Linked DNA regions of Mus musculus: region 1 is linked to region 2. Evidence: chromatin contacts called from public promoter capture Hi-C data. All regions are on one chromosome and are shown on one strand. The core of a region is the stretch at or near the end of the contact, and the rest is flanking DNA. Distances in the headings are between cores, read along the strand shown.

Evidence for each region. Capture Hi-C pulls out chosen DNA fragments and counts their contacts.
Region 1: a promoter capture Hi-C map of adipose tissue shows a contact between it and region 2. The contact joins two enhancer-like sites. A contact is called at or near these places in 6 of 39 promoter capture datasets (the C10 cell line, embryonic stem cells, liver and 3 more), 2 of 15 datasets of contacts at CTCF or cohesin (CD8 T cells and the NIH/3T3 cell line), 11 of 484 Hi-C or Micro-C datasets (the C2C12 cell line, the N1E-115 cell line, astrocytes and 5 more), 17 of 115 datasets of contacts at active chromatin or transcription factors (CD4 single positive thymocytes, the HPC-7 cell line, SST interneurons and 13 more) and 4 of 9 other capture datasets (adipose tissue, embryonic tail, liver and 1 more).

The regions. Positions count from the first base shown.
Region 1 is chr5:137,713,198-137,720,739 of GRCm38.p6, forward strand. It overlaps the pseudogene Gm15753. Among named protein-coding and RNA genes, the nearest start is that of Nyap1, 24 kb to the right of the region's middle. Within about 2 kb of position 6,129, at least 53 of the 459 cell types and tissues checked have an H3K27ac peak or open chromatin away from gene starts, as enhancers often do. A contact at or near this core is called in the C2C12 cell line, adipose tissue and bone marrow-derived macrophages, where this site is marked.
Region 2 is chr5:137,648,796-137,655,751 of GRCm38.p6, forward strand. Agfg2 (ArfGAP with FG repeats 2) reads right to left here. Exons shown (of 12, transcript NM_178162.3): 7 at 6,813-6,933; 8 at 6,535-6,617; 9 at 6,344-6,424; 10 at 4,968-5,096; 11 at 3,635-3,720; 12 at 1,668-3,027. The coding sequence ends at 2,974. Among named protein-coding and RNA genes, the nearest start is that of Irs3, 6.6 kb to the left of the region's middle. Within about 2 kb of position 3,911, at least 41 of the 459 cell types and tissues checked have an H3K27ac peak or open chromatin away from gene starts, as enhancers often do. A contact at or near this core is called in the C2C12 cell line, adipose tissue and bone marrow-derived macrophages, where this site is marked.

The sequences.
Region 1 (7,542 bases), core at 4,879-7,378, 67 kb after region 2:
ATGGGCATGTATAGAGGTCAGAATACAACCTATGGGAGTCAGTGCTCTTGTAGCAACTGTGTGTGTATCCTGGGAATTGCACTCAGGTTGTTAGCATTGGCAGCAAGCTACTACGTACTGAGCCATCTTGATGGCCCCCATTTTCTGTTTTTAAAACCTCTCAGAATACACGTAAAACACTGAAATATCAAGAAGCAGATAAACTTAGAAACGGAGAGGAGCCCGCCAGAAAACACAGCTGAAGGACTTGGCCAACAGTCATCTCAGAGAAGCAGGTTAGAAGTGTGCAGAGCTGTAGCTGATCCGTGAGACTTCTGGCACACTCTGGCTTTTAAACCTGCGCCTACATCTAACCTGACAAATACACAAATGAATTAATTAACTGGAAGACCAGGCAAGAAGGTGCTCTTTGGTGGAAATGAGATCTAGGTGGAGTCCTGGGACATTCTGTTCTTTTGCATTTTCAATTAAGGGTAGGGCTGATCAAACTGTACTACGTGTGCAGTGAATAGTAAGAGACTCGAGAGTTACATGTGACAACTATACAGCAAAGATATGAAAAGACAAGCTGAGACGGGAAGACAGTGGGATAGAGAAATACAGAGTAGCAAGAAAGAGCAGACAGCAAATGAGAACAAATGCCCCAAACCCAGACCCATAACCCAGATCCTTTTTATTTTTTTTTAAACATTGACTGATTCATTGATTGCACATGGTGCATGCTTGCCACAGCCCACAAGCTCCTGTGTACGTCATAGGACAACTTGTTGGATCTGGGATCTGGGTCTCTCTTTCCTCCATATGAGCCCCGGGGATTGAGCTCAGGTTGTCAGGCTTAGTGGCAAGCGCCTTTACTTGCTGAGCCATCTCCAGGGCCCATAACCCATGCTCTTAAACAGGCAGTGAAGGATGTTGAGAGACCAACCCCGCCTTCACAGGTTATGTCTCAACCTGGTGTTAAAAGTCCCAGAGGGAGGTTATAGCTGCTAGACTCTCTTTCACCAAAGTGCTATTCTGCTAAGCTGGGTGTGGTGGCATTCATGGTCATCCCCAAAGTTGGGAGGAGGAGACAGGAGACTCAAGAGTTTGAAGCTAGCCTGGGCTACGTAGTGACACTACATTAAAAGAAAAGAAAAAGAAAGCAGAGGCTGGGTATTGGTGGTATGAGCCTTTGATACCAACACTTGGGAGGCAGAGGCAGCCCCGACCTACAGAGCAAATTCCAGGCCTCATGTAACAACAACATAATAAATGAAAAATAGTCTTTTATTACCACTCATTTGGTAATGACCGTGTGTGAGTGTGTGTGTGTGGTGTATGCACACGTGTACATGTAAACAGAAGCTACAGGAGGGTGAAAATTATACTGTTTATCATTCTCCAGGTTATTCTCTTGAAACAGGGTCTCTCCCTGAACTTAGAATTCAGCTGGCAGTCAGCAAGCCCCAGCAATCCTCTTGTCTTCTCTCAGGGCTGGGGCTAGTGGTGTGTGACCACACCTGGCTTTTTTTTTGTTTGTTTGTTTTTGTTTTTGTTTTTTTGTTTTTTTTTTTCGAAACAGGGTTTCTCTGTGTCACCCCGGCTGTGCTGTCCTGGAACTCACTCTGTAGACCAGGCTGGCCTCGAACTCAGAAATCTGCCTGCCTTTGCCTCCCGAGTGCTGGGATCAAAGGCGTGCGCCATCATGCCCGGCCACACCTGGCTTTTTATGGGGCTTAGGGCTATATGGGAACTTGACCTCAGGTCCCCATGATGGTACAAGTAAGGACTCTTTTTTTTTTTTTAAAGATTTATTTATTTATTATATGTATGTACACTGTAGCTGTCTTCAGACACCCCAGAAGAGAACATCAGATCTCATTACAGATGAGGATTGAACTCGGGACCTCTGGAAGAGCAGTCAGTGCTCTTAACCACTGAGCCATCTCCCCAGCCCACAACATTCTTATATAGTCGTATTAAGTTGTCATTTTTCTTTTGAGCTGTTAACTTTCCTTTTAATCAGGGTATATGGGAAACAGAGGATCCATGACAGTTCATTGAGGAGTACTTTTTTCTTTTCTGGTAGCCCTCAGTGATAGAACGCAAACATTGAGTATGATAGGCAAGCACTTTTCAACCCCTCCCTGGGGATTCTAGGTAGGTATTATATCACTGAGCCATGCCTCCAACCCCTCACTGGGGGATTCTAGGCAGGGGCTCTACCACTGAGTCACACCTCTAAGCCCCTTTCTGGGGGAATTCTAGGTAGGGCTTCTGTCACTGAGCCACAAACCCAGTTTTTTTACCATCTGAAAAATAAGTCAATTGTTTCTGGTTCAACCTGATGTCACCAGTACCTGGTGCTGTGCTGGTTGGAGATGGCGTCTATTGAAGCATAACAGGGTCCACCCTGCTGCACAAAAAGTGGATTTGGCCTTAAGCTACTGGGACAAAGCCCTCAGGGATGTCAGGAACCAGAAAGAGCCTGGCTGCTGCTCTACTGGAGCCGAACATCTGCTATGGACTACTAATGTCTAGAGAGTTATACAAGGAAGAAGTAACCCCCTATTTGTTTAATCGCTGTCATTTGGGTATGTTTTGAAGTAGTTAAGCTGATATCCTCATTAATCAAGTACGTGAGGTAGAAAGGAACTCGATATTCCTGTGTAGAGACTTTAGCTGTGGGACGCATGCAGATCCCGATACAATTGGTTGAGCAGGACGTGGTAGGTGGTTGAAGCTCCATGTCGAGCTCAAGAACAGATGTGCTATTTTAGGGTGGGCCTAGGGCAAACTGCCCTGTTCTTCTGCAGCTCAGGCAAGAGGATGAAGCTAAAAATACTGGTTTCAGAATCACATATATGTATGCATACACAGTATTATTTGTAAAGGTTATGTGAGCCTTAACTTGGGTGTTTATGTTTCCTCAGTTGCTTTAGTTTTGGTTTTGGTCCTTTTGGTTATTGTCACCGCTGCCACTCCACCCCACCCCAGAGCTGAGGATGAAACCCAGGACCTTGCACTTGCTAGGCAAGTGCTCTACTACTGAGCTAAAGCCCCAGCCCCTATGGATAATTAGGTTAGCCTTGTGTGTTGGAGGGGGAGGGGGAGGGGGAAGAGGACAGGGAAAAGGAGAGGGAGGGAGAGGGAGGGAGGGACACAGAGTCAGAGAGAGACAGAGACACTCTTCCTGGCATACAAAACAAACAAAAGACCCTGAGGTGACTAGGATGGCTAAAGCGCTTGTCAGGTGAGCCTAATGGATTTGGTTGAGTCCCTGGAACCCACAGTGGAAGGAGAGAACTGACTCGTGCAGAGTGCCCTCATGCCCATGTCCACATGCACACATCATACAGACACATATGAATACAACAACAACAACAATAACAACAACAATAACAATAATAATAATAGCTGGGTATGGTCCTTAATACAACAGCAGCAGCAGTAGCAACAACAACAATAATAATACTTTTAAAATAAGAGCTAGGTGTGGTCTTTAATCTAGGACTCAGGAGGCAGAGGTAGGCAGATCTCTGTGAATTCAAGACCAGCCTGGTTGACATAGTGAGTTCCGGGCCAGCCAGAGATAGAGTGAGACCCAGTTCTTTTGCAAAAGTAACACAAAATGAAAAGGACCAAGACTTGTAGGCAGAATCATGTCAGGTTTTTACAAGAGGAATTTAAAACTATTTTCTGCTAAGCATTAAGATAATCTGATTTAGGACTGTTTTAAGGATTTATTTTATTTTTCACTATGTGTATTTGTGTGTGTGGGGGGGGGCAGTGTTGAGGGCTCATGTTCACAAGAGTGCTGGTGTCATGGAGGCCAGAGGCATCAGATTTTCGGGAATTGGAGGGATGGAGATATGACTGGTGCTCAAACCGAACTTGGGTCCTCTGCAGGAGCATTTATGGTCTTCAATGCTGACATCATCTCTCCAGCCCCTCATGGGGATCCTTGTCTGTAACACAAGGATTGGTATTCAAACAGGATATTCTTTGTTGTGGGGAGGGGCTGTCCTGTTTAGTGGTGCCTTAGGCTTCTGTGGATCAATGACCTGCCTTGATGACAACCAAGGTATTGCCAGACGTCCCAGGCGAAGTAGGGAGTGGGCAAGATCATGTGGGTGAGAGTCACATTCTAACTACCAAAGGGAACATATGGTGGGCCTCCAATCTCTTCTTGGACTGCAATACCATCCAGACAGGAAAGTGCATGCCCTGTGCTGAGTGTACCTACCTACATCACTTTCTGACCATCTTCAGTTATCCTTTTCAGCCTCTGAGAGAACAGCTGCTGCTGCTGGCCCCCTCTGGAGGGTACCTTCACCACTGAGCCCCATCTGGTGGTTTTATGTTCCTCACTTCCAGTATCAGAGGCTAGCTTCCCTACTGGCCTCCTGTGTCTCCTCAACTCCAGAGAGCCAGAATGGTGTGTGAGCTGGAGAGATGGCTCAGAGGTTAAGAGCATTTGCTACTCTTGCAGGGGACCTGAGTTCTGTTCCCAGTACCCCCATCACTTGGGAAGCAGAGGCAGGCTGACCTCTGTGAGTCTGAGGCCAGCTGATCTATATAGCAAGCTTCAAGCCAGTCAGGACTGTATAGTGATCTTCTATTTAAAAATGAAATGAAATGAAATGAAATGAAATGAAATGAAATGAAATGAAATGAAATGAAACAAAATAAAGGGGGAGGGGCTAGAGAGGAATCTCAGTGGCTTAGAGCCCTGGCTTCTCTTCCCGAGGATCTGAGTTCAATTCTCAGCATCCACAAAGACATTTACAACATCTATCACTCCAGTTCCAGGGGATCTAATGCCTTCTTCCAGTTTCCACACCAGGCACACAAGTGGTACACACACACACACAAAACACCCATACACATACAACAAAGCTTTTGAAAAATTAAGTTAAAAAAGAGAGACGTGTTGCTCTGGTGGCAGGCAGGGTCACTGTCCCTCCTTCATCAGACTTCCTCTTAGGCAAAAATCAAAGAACAGGAATCCTTCCTCATTTGTATGCCTCTCTTTCAGCTACAGCAGCGGGCTGGGGAGGTAAACAAGTAGACCTAGGAAGGGAGGGACCGTCCCTACCCCAGGGCTTTAGAAGCTAACTTGTCATGTGTTCCAGTCGCATTTTGCTGCCTTGGGGCTCCTTTCTGCCTCCACATAAGTAAGTGTGCTGTCTGTGAGAAGCTCCCGGGACCTGGAGAGGTAGTTCAGTGGTTGATAATTCATTCTTTGTTCTTCCAGAGGACCTGAGTTTGATTCATTACCCATTCAGTAGTTCATAACTGCCTATAACTCCAGCTCCAAGGGGATATAACACCCTACTCTGTCATACACACACACACACACACACACACACACACACACACATCCACTTAAATAGATCTTTAAAAAAAAAAAAAGAAGGTTCCATTCAGAGCTCTCTTGATTCACTTAGCTACGAAGGAGAGCAAGAGATCTAAGATGTGATGGTGCACATCTGAGATCCCAGCACGTGGGAGGGAGTTTATAAGAGAAGGAAGCTGGATCCGATGGTAAACACTTGTAATTCCAGAACCTGGGAAGTTGAAGAAGAAGGGTCATGAGTTCAGATCATCCTGGGCTACATAGTGAGTTGGAAATCTGTCTGCATAGACGAGAATCTGTCTCAAAATGAAACAAAACGAAACTGGGAGGAGATGGTAGGTTTTTCTTCCAGGTCTTTGTACTCTTTCAGCCCAACCTTGAAATGCAGAGATGGGGAAGAGGGAGTGTTTTTCATTATCTTTTTGCTGTTATGTGTCTAAGGGTATCAACCATGACAGTTTATGACCCGAATGCAGAGATATCTTTTAAGTTGCTAGATGAGCCGAGTAAATTCAGATAGGAAGGGGCCCTGCGGTAAATAACGCACATATTTAAAACTTTCCCTCTGATTCTAACTTTTCCAGGTTTCCCCCTCGTGACCGAAGTTTCTGGACTGTGTACATGTCCCTGTCCCACCCATCCCTGAGCTTTAAGGAAGGAATGCCAAACACAATCAGAAAAGGTCACCATCTGGTCAGCGGAAAGTTTTTGATATGGTAGCAATGCCATCTCTGGAACTTCCGATCTGTGGGTTCTGGATGTCAGCCATTTTTAGTAACCAGAGATTGCCCTGGGGTGGTGACAGAGGACAAAGTGTGGGCTGGATGAGCCCAGACAGCATGCTGAGCACCGTCATGGAGGAGACAGAGACATGGATGCTGGACACTCAGGGTCAACTATCACTCTGCTGTTGCACACACAACAGAAGCCAAAGCCTGAATAGGAAGTGCCGGGATCCTCTAGTTCCCACTTCCTGTGAGCTGTAAGAGGCGTTTGGAGGAAGCAACCAAGTTCATGCAGAATTCTATGATTACCAGGACAACTAAGCCCAGGCTATTCCACAAGTCAGGACGATGGGGACAACCCAAAGCGGTGATTCATTCCTGTAATCCTAGCATTGGGGAGGAGGCAGGAGGATCAGAAATTCAAGGTCATCTTTTCTACATTGGGAGCTCAGGGCCAACTTGAGCTATGTGAGACATTGTCTTTTTTTTTTTTTTCTTTCTAAAACATTTTATTGAATAATAACAAATCCACAAGCAGTGGTTTCACTGGTAGTCATCTGTCAGATAGCTCCGCTTTCCTTAATGACCCTGGCCAAGGCAAACAGGCCATTCCAACATAATTACTAACTCTTAGCTGATACATTAAACATAAGTTTATAACTTACTAACAACATAAGTCATATGTAACATATCTCTATCTACCTCTATCCCTATATCTATATATTACAGGCTAGCTACCAAGAGTTAAGGTGGCAAACACTTGACAAGCCAGAGTTGGGAGACAGCTGGGAAGTCATAGGAGTCTGTAGGGTGAGATAACAAAGGACCCTGAGCCCTCTGGACAGGCACTGAAGTCATGATTGGATTTGACTGCAGGGTCATGGTTGAGCTGTAGAGTTGAGTTCCACTGCAGAGCCTAAAAGGCAAGACTGGGTCCAGATGAATGGATGAGCAATTGCACTGGATGGCAGCGCAAGATGGATCAATAAGAGGATGGTAGATGGCAACTTGAGTAATCTGTGGCAAAGTGGGGACCAGGCTGAATCGAAGGCATTGGGACTTCAGGAATTCTTCACCCATTAGACCCTCGATGCACCTGTGTGGTTCTTCGTGCTGTGCTGGGCCTCTTTCTACCACTTGTTTTTGATGCCTCTTTGCTGATCTCTTGTGAATTGGATGTCTGGGCACACCTCATCCTTGCTCTTAGTGTCTTGGTCACCTCCTTCACGTTCGTAGATGAGTCATCTTTCCACAAAGTCCTCCTGCTCACCGCCTTGAGCTTCTCTTGAACTCCCTGTCCAGGTGAAGCCACTCCTGCTGAGACGACCATCATCTCATCTTGACGGGGCTTTTTTTTTTTTTTCCCTGCCGTCTTCTTTTGGAATTTGACCAGTTCGGACGTTTTTTTTCTTCTTGCTTTCTTGTTTGCAGGTGTGCAGGGTACTTCCTGGGTCATTGCCAGGTCATTTGCTGCTGGAG
Region 2 (6,956 bases), core at 2,661-5,160:
GAGAAGGACATGGCCAGACGTGTATAAGTCAAGTTCCAGGCCCCCCCACCCCCGAGGTGTGTATGTGCAAGTATGTGCATCTGTCCAGACTTACAGCCGTCAGGTGAGGCTGTGCAAAGAGGACAAACAAGCCCACTTGGTTCCTTTTTTCTATACACTGGGGATGTTTCTGTTGTTTTTGCCACTGGTCTGGAGAGGTTAGACGGAGGAAGGTTGCTGAGCCCTTCTCTGCCAGGGACAGTGGCTTCAGCCCCAGCCTCAGCTCAGGGGATGTTTGAGGCTAACCCTGGGTAGATTATCAGTCAGAAGACTGTCCAGGGTCCACATCAGACAGAGGGACAGGAGGGGAGGAGGCTAGGAGGACCTGGACACAGGCAGCAGGCAGGCAACAGGAAATCCCTGGGATACAGTGCAGTTTGATTTATATATAAAAGGGGCCCTGTTTTTTTTTTTTAGGGTCCTTTAAAACTAAAGTTATCTGAAGCCAGAGTGTTCCAGGGAAGCTGTGTTTAAAAAAAGAAAAAAAACAACCAACCTTGCCCTTACTCCTGGCTTCAAGCAAAATGGGGGGAAAGGGAAGGGCCAAAGATATGGCTCCTTTGGTAGAATGCTCGATTCCTAGCACCTTGTGAAACTGTGTGGTGGCATGTCAGAAATTCAGTCACACTTGGTTACACAGTGTGTCTGAGGCCGGCCTGAGCTCCACAGTGAGTTCCATGCAAGCCAGAGCTACACAGCCTCTGTGACTATGTCTCAAAAGGAGCAGCAGCAAAAAAGAAATGGGAGGGGCAGCCTGGCGTCGGGGCACATACCTGGAATCTTAGCCCTCAGGAGACTGAGGCAGCAGAATTAGTCTGAGGATAGCCCAAGCTACATAGGTAGGAGAACTGGTGGTGGTGGTGGTGGTGGGGAACAGACTGACATTATTAAAGATGAGAAAAGAAACAGAAAATATGGAAAAATCTAGTACAAAGGCTAGGGGCCAGCTGGGTGACCTCCCTCCCCCCTCACTCCCTCCCCCCCCTCCTCCCAGGAGAGGGAAGGAGGGGAGAGGCTAGGCTAGCGGAAACAGTAGAGACTGAGTCTTATTGCAGAGGGAAGGCCAAGCCTGGCTTAGCAAGAGCTACAGATCTTTCCAGAAACATCTATAAAGCAAAGAACTGACTGATAACTTAATGCCCACATCCCTTTGCTGGTCCCTATGGAAGGCCCAGAGAAATCCTAAGAATGAATAATTTAAAGGGCCAGGAACTCTTGGCGGAGGTCTGAAGGGCGGGGCCTCCCAGGGTAAACAGCACGGCCAAGGCCTGGGTCTCTCTGCTGGAGGGGAATTTATCTCATGCACAGGCAGCGCAAAACACCTGGCCGATGACACAACAGCCTCTGGTAAGGAACTGCTGGAGGCGCCGAGAATACTGAGAGGCGGTTTACTTATCAAAGCTACACTCGACCAGCTCCCTGGCACCTGCCGCCCTGCGCCATCACTACCTTTCAGCCCCAGATCGGGACCCTCACTGGTCTCCGGGCTTCTTGCTAACAGAGGGTGCGCAGTTCAGGTCACGTGTTTATCAGCCCAGGCAGTGAAGATCAGAAGATCCAAGTCAAGGCTCAGTCCTGTTGACTGACTTGTGTCCACTCCAGCTGGCACAAAACAAGACACTCAGAGCTTTTTTTTTTTTTTTTTTTTAATCCTTTCAAACGCAATCTTTTCCGACATTGCCTCCAAACAAGCTTTGGTGCAGATATTTGAGAACAGAGGGAGGAATGTGGAAAAAAGAAGAAAAAAAAAAAAAAAAAACCAAACTCCCCAGCCAATCGCAGACTTTTCATTGGAAAAGCCTAGCCTCTGGGGTACCCCTTCTCGTGTGTATTGTGGAAAGCGTCAGGACACTTGGTTGTCCTCCCCTGAGCCCTGGGGCTCCGGGTTTGATTATCCAGGCACAGGCAGGAGTTACCCTATTCTTCAAGTTCCCAGGAGGAGTCTAGACAAGTGCTCTACCACTGAACTACATCCTGAGTTCTCTGTTTTTACTTTTTATCGTTTTGTTTTTTTTTTTTTTCTTCCTTTGAGACGGAGGGTCCCAAAATTGTCCAGGCTAGTCTTGAACTTGTGATCCTCCTACCCAAGTCCCCCAAGTTCAAGGGTTGTCTAGGAGAAAAAGAATGGCCAGCGGTGTTTATCTGTTTACATATGTGTATGCATATATATATTTATTTATGTATATAATAGGCTATATTAGAAAAGTCTCTATTTATAAATATAAAACACTGGTATCCAAACATGACAGGGCTAACTAAAGTGCTTGACAGGAGGCGGGCACGCATACTCTGTAGGTCAAACTCCCCCACCCTGACGGACAAGATGAGGGGGCAGCTAGGAAGAACTGAGGTGGAGAGAAGTGGGTGTGGCCGAGCCTGGCAAACAAAAACACTAGACACCAGAAGCTCCGCAGTCCCAGGGCTATCTGGTGGCTTTCAACACCAGGCCTCATCTTTACCCTACATTCGAGCTTTGCTTCCATCTGGGAGGACAGCGGCAGCTTTGGAAGGTTGGGTGTGGAGGAAGTTGCGGCTGGGGCTGTGCCTAGCTTCTCTCCCCACAGGCCAGGAGGGACAGGATCGAAGACTGTCTTCATAATTAATAATCTGACAGAAATACACCACTATGGGGTCTCCTGGTGAGAGTATCTTTGCTCCTTGTGGGCTTCTTCCTGGGTAGGTGTCCAGCAAGGAAGAGGAAGCCCCTGGGCGGCAGACCAGGAGGCTAGAGTCTGAGTCATCTCCAAGTCACACTTCTAAACCTCCCCTCTTCCCAGATCCAGAAGCCCCGCAACCCAGGCCCAATCCCAGCCTCAGACCCACAGAAATGCCCCACAGGCAAATGGTCACCAGAGCTCTGAGGGGTGCAGAAGTAGAAGTTGTTCCCCACACCCCCAGGAGGGGAGAGCCCCTTCTTCCCCCAATGACACAGTGCTACAAGAATGGGTTTGTGGTTGGAGGTTTGGAGGCAAACGCTGAGGATCCAGTCTGCAAAGAGACAGCAAAAGGTTACTAGATTAGCGGGGCGGGGAGGGAAACTGCTGGAGACCACCCAACGTCACCACTCGAGAAACAGACAGTAAGGGAGATTAGGGGACACTGAAGGGAGTGAGGGACTGAGTGGGGCCTGGGAGCTGGGTGTGGATGGACACACCTGAGATCTCAGCACTCAGATGTCTGAGGCAGGAGGAGCCTGAGTTTCAGCCTAGCCTGGGGTACACAATGCGACTCAGTCTCAAAAAAAGGGAGGAGGTGGGCTGTGTGTGTGTACTGGCTTCATGGGTACCTAATCTTGAATCCTCAGCACCCATATAAAGCTGGGGTGGTCTCATGTGCACCTACAACCTCGGTGTCCCTCGAGGGACAGAGACCGGAGAACCCCTGGGGTTCACCAGCCACCAGACTAGTTCCAGGTTCCATGAGAGGCCCTATGTCAGGTGGAGCGTGATAGGGAAGGCCACCGGAAGTCCTCCTCTGGCCTCTGTGAGTGCATGGGTACACACACATGCACTCCAGGAAGGGGTCTTAGTTATACCCCACATTACCACCTTCTGGAAAGATCTGTGTGTCTCCAATGTCACAGTGCAGTGCTTACCATGAAAGGATTGGTAGAGATCCCAGCCGGCTGGCTCAGTGGCCTCTGCCCCAGCTTAGAGGTCCCCAAGTCGCCAAAGGAAGATCCTGGGAGACAAGGACAATAATTTGGTTGACTGTGTCTCTCACCTTCCTGAAGGAGAGCAGCTTGCTACATTCCCAGGGAGCACCCAAGAGGGATCCTTCCAGAATTCTCCTTAGAAAAGTATGGAGCCATCAGGAGACAGAGGTAGCTCTGCAGCTCCTCTGGGCCCCCTACTGGTCAGAAAGGGAACTAGGTCAACTCTCCATCTGTACAGGCAACCAGCGCCCCACCCCCTGTAAACTGTCTTCTTAAGGGTCAAGAAGAGTAGGCTGAAAACAAATCCTTAAAAATATTCCGGCCTGGCAGTGGTGGCCCAGGCCTTTAACCCAAGCAAGGCCAGCCTGGTCTACAGAGTGAGTTCCAGGATAGCCAGGGCTACACAGAGAAACCCTGTCTTGGAAAAAAACAAAAACAAAAGATTATAAACAGCCAAGCATAGTGTCATGTTTAACCCCAGCACCCGGCAAGCTGGGAGGATCAGGAATTCAAGGCTAGCCTGGGCTACACACTGCAAACCTATCTCAAAACAAAACAAAAAAAATAAGAGAAGGTAAACAGGGGCTGGCAAGGTGGATCAGTGGTAAAGGCTTCTGCCAACCTGATGACCTGAGTTTGATACCCAGGACCCCCGCGCTAGAAGGAGGGACCTGACTTATCACAAGTTGTCTTGACCTTCATGGCAGTGCTATGCCATGTTCACCCAAACACACACACACAAATGTTAAACAAAACAGGCGAAGGCTGGCGAGATGGCTCCACACTTAAAACCACAGCCCACTCTTCCAGAGGACCAAGGTTCACATCTTGCAGCCAAAACACCCACACATACCAAATAAAATTCCTTTTAAAAAGGGTATGCATATGGAGAGAGAGGGGTGTGTATAGGCTCCTGCCTTCTTTATTGGACTGGGGCTGGAACTCAGTGTCAATGGTGCCAGGCAAACTCTACAGTGAGCTCCAACTCCCGCCCTCTTTCCACTATGTGAGCCTTCCCGGCAGGCCTTGCACTTGTCTCAGCCTCTTGATTGCTGGGATAAATCAATGCACTTGCGCACTTGGTGTGCACAGTTTCTGTGTAAATGCAATGCCGTTCACGTGAACTGCATGAGTTATCTATGGAGTCCGGTGTGCATGCGGGGTGGGGGTGGGGTTCCTGGAACAGATCACACACAGTCTTCGGAGGCTGCACTGTCCAGATGTACAGTGGGGATATGCGGAGGAAAGAGGGGCTCATACCCGGTCCTCTTACCATTCTGCTGGTCGGCCAGTCCAGCCTGTGTGGGGAACACGGGTGCAGAGAAGGGACTGGCAAAGGCCCCGGAGGGTGGCACTGGCTGGAGAAGGCCAGGCCGAACACTGCTCATCCCAAAGCCAGGCCCTGTGGAGCGAGAGAGGGGAGGCTCAAACAGACTTCAGGCAGATGAGCTGACATTTTCCCACCTTAACCTCCCCATATAGAAAGTGGGGTCACTTTTCCCACAGTGGGAAGCCCTATAAGCCTGTGATCGCCATGCTCCTGGGGCGCCTGGCTTGAAGGGTGCAGTGCTCGTGAACCATGCAGAACTGGGCCCACAGATAAGGGGACTTATGACCCCTCGCTATGTCAGCTCTCATTGATTCTCTCTCCCGGTGTCCTTCCCCCTTATGAGGCAGGGTCTCACGTAAGCCCAAGCTGTCCTTGAGCTCACTATGTAGCTAAGGATGGCCTAGCTTCCCAGTGCTGGATGACAGCTCTGTGCCTTCATGCCCAGATCTGCTTTATTCCCTAAAATGGGCATGGGACCCATCTCACTGGGCCACCATAAGCTGATGGAGCGAGGCCGTGTGTGTGTGTGTGTGTGTGTGTGTGTGTGTGTGTGTGTGTGTATGCGCGCATGCGTGTGACTCTGCTCTAGGCGACCTCCTGTCTCCTCAGCCTGAGTCCCCATCGAGCTAACAGGAGTTGAGGAGTTTAAGGGACAATAGAGGCTGTGGAGGGCCCAGGGCAAGGAACTACAAGGCCTTGCTGACTAACAAGGACGGGGAATAACAAGAACTCTGTTCATGAGGGTTCTCTGGTAGCTTAGGCTTGGAACACTGAAGGAAGAAAGCCTGGCTGTTCCAAGGGATGGATCTGCATAGGGGATTGGAGACAGGAGCATCATAGTGCCCTCAGCTAAGAGGAAAAACACTTGAGAACCGACTTGGGGGAAAGGCATGCTTCCCTCCCCCTCCTCTCTTCTCTCCCTCCCTCCCTCCCTCTCCTCCACTCACCCGCTTCTCTCTTGACTCTCCTTCCTTTAAATCTTTTTTTTTTTTTTTTTTTTTGAGACAGAGTCTCACTATGTAGACCAGGCTGGCCCGGATCTTACTATGTACCCCAGCCTGTCCTTGAACTTGTGACGATCCTCTCTCTTAAGCAGTACTGTTATTACAGGGGCGCACCACCATGTGGCGTTTTTTTCTGTGATACTGTTATGGCAAAGATGCTTCTATTTTTAGTCCACTAGGTGGCTTAGATTTACAGCTGGAACTAGCGGGGGCTAGTGTGGAGAGCGTGATGGTGACTGCTCTTTGGACCATGAGAGACATAAGGTTAGGAGAGCTGGCACTCTAAAAACTTCAAAGTTGGTTCTGAGAACTTACCTGAGGCTAGACCATTGGGTTGGAATGGGTTGGTAGAAGGCAGCTGGGCTTGGGCAGGGGTGGCGAAGGGGTTGGTGTAGGCTGCTCACAGCACAAAGAGAGAGACGTTAGAGAAAAAGATGGTTTGAGTCCTTTCAATCTTGAGGTGCTTTTCCCACCTCCCCTTCCAGGTCTCCACAGGTAAGACTCACCTCCAAAGGGGAGCCCTCCACTGCCGCTAACACCTGGCACGGCCGACTGCAGGGCAGGAACCTGGCTCGGCATCCCAAAAACACTGTGGCGCAGAGAGAGAGGAGGTGGGAATGGGCAGCTTCCAGAAAGAGCAAGCAGGGGGGCAAAGAAGGCAAGCCCACTGTGTTACCCAAGGCTAGCCCAGGAAGCCAAGGGGAGACAAGGAAGCCACAATGCACTATCAGCCTGTGAAAATGCCACCAACCTTCAGATAAGTCACCTTTGTGTCTAGACCCACCTGCCAGGGAGACCTCCAGCAGCCATCCTGGGACCCAGGAGGCCGCCCACATCTGCAAGGTTGTTGGGTTGACTGGCAGCTGCAAGGGGTGCCACACCAAACGCAGACATCTGGCCACTTCCTGGATGGGATAAAACAAGGAGG